Linked DNA regions of Mus musculus: region 1 is linked to region 2. The links are chromatin contacts, called in public HiChIP or PLAC-seq maps. All regions are on one chromosome and are shown on one strand. Each heading gives the region's core, a stretch centred on a gene start, on an enhancer-like site or on the middle of the called end of the contact. The rest is flanking DNA. Distances are from core to core; before and after follow the strand shown.

Evidence for each region. HiChIP or PLAC-seq counts read pairs in DNA pulled down with a chosen protein or histone mark.
Region 1: an H3K27ac HiChIP or PLAC-seq map of embryonic stem cells shows a contact between it and region 2, with 5 read pairs. The contact joins two enhancer-like sites. A contact is called at or near these places in 2 of 115 datasets of contacts at active chromatin or transcription factors (both in embryonic stem cells).

Annotation. Positions count from the first base shown.
Region 1 is chr11:30,175,379-30,179,025 of GRCm38.p6, forward strand. All of the region lies in intron 1 of Sptbn1 (spectrin beta, non-erythrocytic 1), which reads right to left. Among named protein-coding and RNA genes, the nearest start is that of Sptbn1, 43 kb to the right of the region's middle. Within about 2 kb of position 2,268, at least 55 of the 459 cell types and tissues checked have an H3K27ac peak or open chromatin away from gene starts, as enhancers often do. A contact at or near this core is called in embryonic stem cells, where this site is marked.
Region 2 is chr11:29,712,880-29,716,573 of GRCm38.p6, forward strand. The region is part of intron 3 of Rtn4 (reticulon 4); the gene reads left to right. Among named protein-coding and RNA genes, the nearest start is that of Rtn4, 22 kb to the left of the region's middle. Within about 2 kb of position 2,067, at least 8 of the 459 cell types and tissues checked have an H3K27ac peak or open chromatin away from gene starts, as enhancers often do. A contact at or near this core is called in embryonic stem cells, where this site is marked.

The DNA of each region.
Region 1 (3,647 bases), core at 1,018-3,517, 460 kb after region 2:
GTGAAATTCTTAGGCAAATAGATGGATCTGGAAGATATCCTGAGTGAGGTAACCCAATCACAAAAGAACTCATATGATATGCAGTCACTGATAAGTGGTATTAGCCCAGAAAACCCTCCATTTTCTAGTTATTCATTAAGAGAGGTGTCCCTCTCCCCTGACATCTGTGAGGCTCATATATATCAACCTTGCACTATCGGGAGGCCTTTGTTCAGTCATTACTAATCCAAATCCAAATCCATCTTCAAGTGTCACATTGCAAAATATTTCACTCTCTCTCCCATCCAAAATAGTCTAATGTGTCTTATGCCTGTGATCCCAGCACTCATGAGACTGAAGGGAAAGGACAACACTAGTGCCCAGTCCAGCCTAACCTACACACAGCAACACTTATTAAAAAAAAAGAAGAAGAAAGAAATATGTAATTGCACAAACATGTGCTGGGCCCCATAGCCCCATAATGACTTAAGAAAGCTAGTTTTGCAACCGTCTGCCATCATGTACTTTAAACAAACATGGAATACTTCAGCACTGTATCTGCTTAAAGGCATTATCAGTGTAGAATTAAGGCTCTGAATAAGATTACATAGGGTTTCCCCTTTACCATGTTTCTAAAACTACCCTGTTTTGGGGCATGATCATTTCAGGGACCTCCACCCCCACCAAAATATGAAACCACAAAGCAGCATGTGTGTATTCAGGGGAGTCATGGAAACATTCTTCAATAGGATTTGGAGGCAAGCCGTGCTTAATTAATAAAAACATGTAATTTGGGGCAATTAGCAGCAGCAACAAAATGTTTAGTTGAGGGTCTTTTTATCTTAAGGCCATTTCTATGGACAGAGGCTCAGGATTAATGAAGTTTAACAAGAACAGCAGCAGCTGGTAATTAGTCTGTGAAGAGGAAGCAGAAATAAAAGGGGAAAAAGGACTTTAGCTCAGGGCTAGCAACTATGTTGTTCTTTAACTATGGGCCTGGCTAACCCTGAGCCACAAGTGGTCGCAGGGCAAATTAAAGGCTAGAAACCAAACAAATACACACGAAATTCAAGTGATCAACCATAACTCCCCAGAGTGAGGAAACATGAAAGCTGGCTACAAGGTTGCCTTGCCAGTCTAGAAGGAGCCAATGAGCACCAAGGTCGTCCAGCCAAGACATCCTCAAAAGCAGCAACAAAGGATACCCACGGCTGACAAGCAGGACAGCCAACAGTGTCGGTCAACCAAAGTTTCTATGAAGCCAGTCTCCTTCCACAGCACTAACAATACTGAAGGGCTGCAGATGGAGAGCAGCAGCTTTTGCTAGTAAATTTCTTGTTCAGATGAAAAATGACAGCAGATAAACCAGGAATGGAGGTATATGTCTGTAATCCTGGCTACAACTCTTGGCTTGGCATGTTCAATCATCAGTCAGTCACACACACACACACACACACAGAGAATCCTAGGATTATAATGTCATTATACACATACGCATACACTCCCCCACATACACAAATAAGCAGCAATGCGACACTGTGATCTTCTCAGATCCTAAGGCCTGAGCTTAACATGGGTTTCATAAGGATCAGTGGTATAAAGAGCTGGCTAGAGCATACAAACAAGAGGTGACTGACAAAGTAGGCTCCTGATGCTAGTTTGTTTCAAGTTTCAAATACTGTTTAGTTCTACATGTAGTTAGTTCTACCTTTAGTCCCTACCACTTGACATGCCAAAAAAAGAAGAAATCTTATAAAACAATGGCACCCCAAGTAATCTTCAAGAGAATTTCTTCAAAGAACTTCTTCCCAGCCATCACTGCTCTGACAATCCAGGGTACTCTGTAACCCTCGTTGGATGCTTCAATTTTCTTGGCATTGGCTTCCTTCCCCAGGGGCCCCATGGCTGACAGAACCAGCCCATTCACCTTTCACCTAAGGCTGTAATGCAAATGAACCCAAGGTTACTTATTTACACAACAAAGGAATTCTGTTTGGTCCTAGAAACGGAAAGAGTGGTTCTCAGGTGCTACTAAAGGAGAAAGTAATCACACGGAAAAAAGGGTTAGTTTTAGAACCCTTTTCCAAGGACAATACAGTTAACTGCTCTGGGCTATTTACTTGCACAGACTGGATTCAGTGGGGAAAAAACCCCAAAACAGCAGACATTATGGTCTAGATGCACTAGCTAAAACCAGTAAGTTCCTAAGTCCTCATACTCTCTCAGACTCACCTTATGTGAACCTAAGGTGAGGCGTTTCAGAGCCTCCAGGAAGTACTGTAGAGGAGCAGCTTTGTCCAATGCTGCTCTGCGACTGTAGGAGCCAAGTGAGCATGTTAAGGGGCTAATCATGCTAACCCTACTATAGAGGGAAGCCTGGCTCCTTGAGTGCTACAGCTGGTGTCACAAAGTTTGAGTTTACTTATGTGAGGGCTGAGACTAGGTGTCACACCCACAGGCTCAATCTGGAAGAAAATGCCAAGATGTAGCCTAATACTGCATGTCTTCCCTCCCACACCTACAGAGGCCACAAGACAAAAGTAAATTGTTTCGGCTGTCTTTGACCAAGTACCTGTTATAGCTCCTTCTACATTTCAGATGCACTACAGCTTAAAGTAAAGGGGAATATCCCGTGACCTATATAAATCAGCAGTCAGCTTTATGTTTACGAGAGAAGACGACAGAATGCACACATTCACACAAGCAAGTTGCTCAGAAGACACATCTTGGGGGAAAGACCCTTTATCAGGGACATGACATCTTTCAGAACTTCCTAAGAAGTTCTCTAGACTTCTCTAGACAGAGAAGCCAAAGAAAAGAGCCCATCAATCCTATAATGAATCTTGTGATTCTGGACTGAGTACAATTATCACATACACTCAGAAAAAGTCACTACCAAAAGACACTGGCTCAGATCAAATTAAACCATAAATAAAAATAAAAATAAAAATAAAAATAAAAATAAAAAAAACCTTACTTCCTGGTGCCAGAATTAAAGCATTATCAGCTAGCAAAGAAAACCAAGTTTTGTGGTTTTAAGATACTAACACGCGTGGATAAACTGCTCTAAAAATTATTTTTACATGATATGGGGAAATTCAAAAAGTGGCCTGAGAAGTGACTGGGGAAACTAGAAGTATTCATTTATGCCAGGAGACAGCCACACCCCAAATATGGAGTATCTACTTTATTCCAATGTGGACATCAGATATCAAAGGGCCAGTTGGGCTTAAACTTAACAATAAATAGGAGAGAAGCTGAAGTTTTTAAAATCAAGAAAATTTAGTAGCTGGGATGGGGGTGGGAGACACATCTTTGATCCTAGCACTCCACTTGGGAGGCAGAGGCAGGTAAATCTCTGGGCCTGCCTGCCTGCTCTGTGGAGTTCCAGGACAGCAAGGCTACACAGTGAAACCCTGTCTGGAAAAAAACAAAACAAAACAAACAAACAAACAAACAAGAATCATCAAGCTGGGGGCTGGAGAGATAGCTCAGTGGTTAAGAGCACAGACTGCTCTTCCACAGGTCCTGAATTCAAATCCCAGCAACCACATGGTGGCTTACAACCATCTGTTATGGGATATGATGCCCTCTTCTGGTGTGTCTGAAGAGGACTACAGTGTATTCATAGAAACTAAATAAATAAATAACTCTTTAAAAAAAAATTC
Region 2 (3,694 bases), core at 817-3,316:
AATTTTCAGAAATCCACCTTCCTCAGACTCATGAGTGCTGGGTTGCACCACCACTGCCCAGCTTGTCAGTAATTTTTAAACTTAGCATTAGCTGCTATGTCCATTCTCACTAGAGGAATAGAACATAATTTGCATTTAACAAATGTGTGTAAGCCTTTAATCCTAGCACTTGGAAGTCAGAGGCAGGCAGATTCTCTGAGTTTGAGGCTAGACTGGGCTATTGTAAGTTCCAGGACAGCCAAGGCTACACAGAGAAACCCTGTCTTGGAGAAAAAAAAAAAAAAAAAAAAACAACAACAAAACAACATAACAAGTGTGTATATTCCATAAAATTCACAGGAAGTGTTTGTATAATTTGGATGACATGAATTCTAGTCTTTCTCACATCTAGATAGATGTTGACTTCCTTTACTGTAAAAGGAATGAAGTTAGATTAGATTTTTCTGCTTGATATTTTTCTTAATTACAATAAACATCTATTAAAAGCAGGTACTTATAATTGCTTTGGCTTGGTTGTTTGAAGTACTATCCTGTATTTCTTTTCTTTGAGAGTGGGGGAGACAAAAATCTTTGTTCTCATGTAACTTTGGCATGCACACACACACACAACACATGGTTTTGTTCAAGTAGCTTACAGGCTGTGGTCCAGGTAGTCCAACAATGGTTATCTCTTGAAAGAAAGGCCAAGGATCTGGTTATAAAACTGAAAGTCTTAGCCATCTCAATCTTTTGCAGCGTTCAGGTAATTCCTTCAGAGGTCTTGAGTCTATGTTGGAACCTCACAGAAGTACATTCTAATACCACCAGGGGTATTAGTGCCTTAGTAACGGGATAGATGAACTTGCCAGAGAGACTGAGGTTAAGGAAGCAAAAAGCAAAAGCTTTTTATGCAGGCTGGCCCAGATTTAGGGTGAATCTTTTTCCACCTTCAGATAATCCAGGTTTAAGGTGGGTCTTCCCATCTCAAATGATCAAATCAAGAAAATCCTCCACAGGTGTGCCCAACTACTTGGGTTTCTTCAGATTTATTTTATGTGTATGAGTGTTTGCTTGTATTGCTTCTATATATGCATCACATGAGTTCCTGGTGCCAGGGAGGTCAGGGTGTATTGACTCTCCTGGAGCTGGAGTTAAAGATGGTTGTGAGCTATCAAGTTGGTAGAGGTTTTTAACTTTCTTTTTGGTTTTTCGAGACAGGGCTGTATAGCCTGTATAGCCCTGGCTGTCCTGGAACTCACTTTGTAGACCAGGCTGGCCTGGAACTCAGAGATCCGCCTGCCTCTGCCTCCCAATTGCTGGGATTATAGGAGAGCGCCACCACGCCCAGCGGTTTTTAACTTTCTTTGTTAGGTTTATTCTAAGGGTTTTAGAATTTGAAACAGGTTCTCTCTGTGCAGCGGGGTGGGGAACCTGGAACCCTCCCTATGTAAATCAGATTGGCCATGAGTTTAATTCTTCCCGCCTCTATACCCTGAGTGCAAGATTAAATGCTCTTCACCACATTGTTTCTTGTTCAGTGTGCCCTTTGATGGTATGTAGACAGTCTACTGTATCTTTAATGCTAACTTTGAATCCTAACCATTTTGTAGAAGGTGTTTATCAGATTATCAGCCTTCTTGTGGAGTCTCGAGGGTCTCTGATGTATAGAATTGTAACACTTGAAAATAGGATTTTTTTTCTTAACTACTTCCTTTCTTATTTAAATGCCTTTTATTACCTTCCTGTGTGTTACTACCAAAGCCAGGATTTCAAGCATTTATTGGTCATTTGTGCTTTAGTTTTTATGAATTGCTTGTTTAACCTTTGTTCATTTTTCGATTTTGATGCTCTATGATCTTGTTTTTATGTGCAGGGTGCAAAGTCTTCTCTCTCTAAGATTTTTATGCACACATCAGTGGACAGTTTGACTTTTACAAAGGAAGCCGCTTTCTTTTTACTACTCTTAATTTTATTCTTACTTAGTTCCAATTTATTTATAATTGTCGCAGTTATTTTTATTCCCATCATATTCTGATCTAGCCTCCTGGTGCCAGGCAACCATTCAACTGTTGGATGATTGAGAATAGCTTTTGCTAGTTTCCCAGTGGTTGGTTAGGCAATCAAATGCAGATTTGGGTGTTGGTGCCATCTAGTGTGGGTAATGGTAAAACCATTTCTATGGAATATTTGATAAGTAACCATACTGAATAAATGTGGCTGGTCACAAAATTTCACACTTGTTATAAAACAAATTTATAAACTATTTTGAATTTTGACATTTTGTACAGAATTAAATACTTGAGCTATGCTATAAGCATTCTGAAATGACCCTGAAGATGTGTTTCTGTTAAGGTAAAAGGCCTAATGACTTAATTTTTAAATTGTAAGTTTAGAAATACTTTGGGTCTTTAACTCACTCACTCTCTCTCTCTCTCTCTCTCTCTCTCACATGCTTGTGCATTCGAGGTCATTGCATTCAAGGTCTCATATTTGATGAGGCATGTCAGTTTGACTTCACAAAGGAAAGCCTGTTTCATTTTTTAGTACTCTTTTATTTTTACTTTTAGTTCTGATTTATTTATAATTGTCTGGATTCTTGCAGAGTTATTTTTATTCCCATCATATTCTGATTTAACCTCCTGGTGCAAGAGAAACATTTTCAGTTTCTCTGGATTTTAATATTCATATATTGAAATTGCTATGTGATGTTGTTAAAAGAGTTTGAAAATGCTCAATTTTTTGTCATTTTGAATGTTATTTTTTAGATTTCAAATCCTATTCCATTTTTGAATATTGAGTTCACCATTGTTGAAGTACTGACTTTTAGTCCATAGAGGGCATTAGATTACAGCATATGGTAGGGTTTATGGTTGTTAATGTCTCTCAGCAGTAAAACATCTAGTTTTGTACCTCTGTGTGCTTAGAATTCTAAAATTAGTTTCAAGACTGCTGTGTAACTGTCACTGTTTCATATTAATAAAAGATTCGGGCTCTCCATTATTAATAGACGTCTAAATCGTAGCTTCCCAAAACAATATACAAGCAAAGTAAATGGCTGCTCTCTTCTCTTTTCTCTTTTCCTTCCTTTTCCTTTTCCTTTTTTTCTTTTCAATCTTTAAAGGCACAGGGAAATTTAAAAGGAAGGAAGGAAGGAAGGAAGGAAGGAAGGAAGGAAGGAAGGAAAAGGAAAGGGGAAGAAGGGGAAGAAGAGAAAGGGGAAGAAGGAGAGGAAGGGGAAGAAGGGGAAGGGAAAAGCAAAACAAACCAAAAATTTTGCTGGCATTAAAAGTAAAAGAAGTGGAAGGAGTTTGAGAGAGCAGGATGAGGTGAACACCAGGTGGGCTTACTAACTAGGTTGTTTTGTTTCTTTTTTGAAACAAACATAACTATATAATGTTAGCTGGCCTTGAACTCAGAGAATGCTACCTGACTGCTTTCCCAATGCTGGTTTAAAGGTCTGTACCATTCTGGGCTTTCACATCTGCTTTGAGACAGTTCTCTTGTGCTTAAAATCCTTCCAAATAGATACAAACTTTAAAAAAAAAAAAAATGCTCCCCAGGCAGTGGTGGCGCATGCCTGATTCCAGCACTTGGGAGGCAGAGGTAGGTGGATTTCTGAATTCGAGGTCAGCCTGGTTTACAGAGTTGAGTTCCAGGACAACCAGGGCTACACAGAAACCCTGTCTTGAAAAAACAAAACAAAACAACCCCAAAA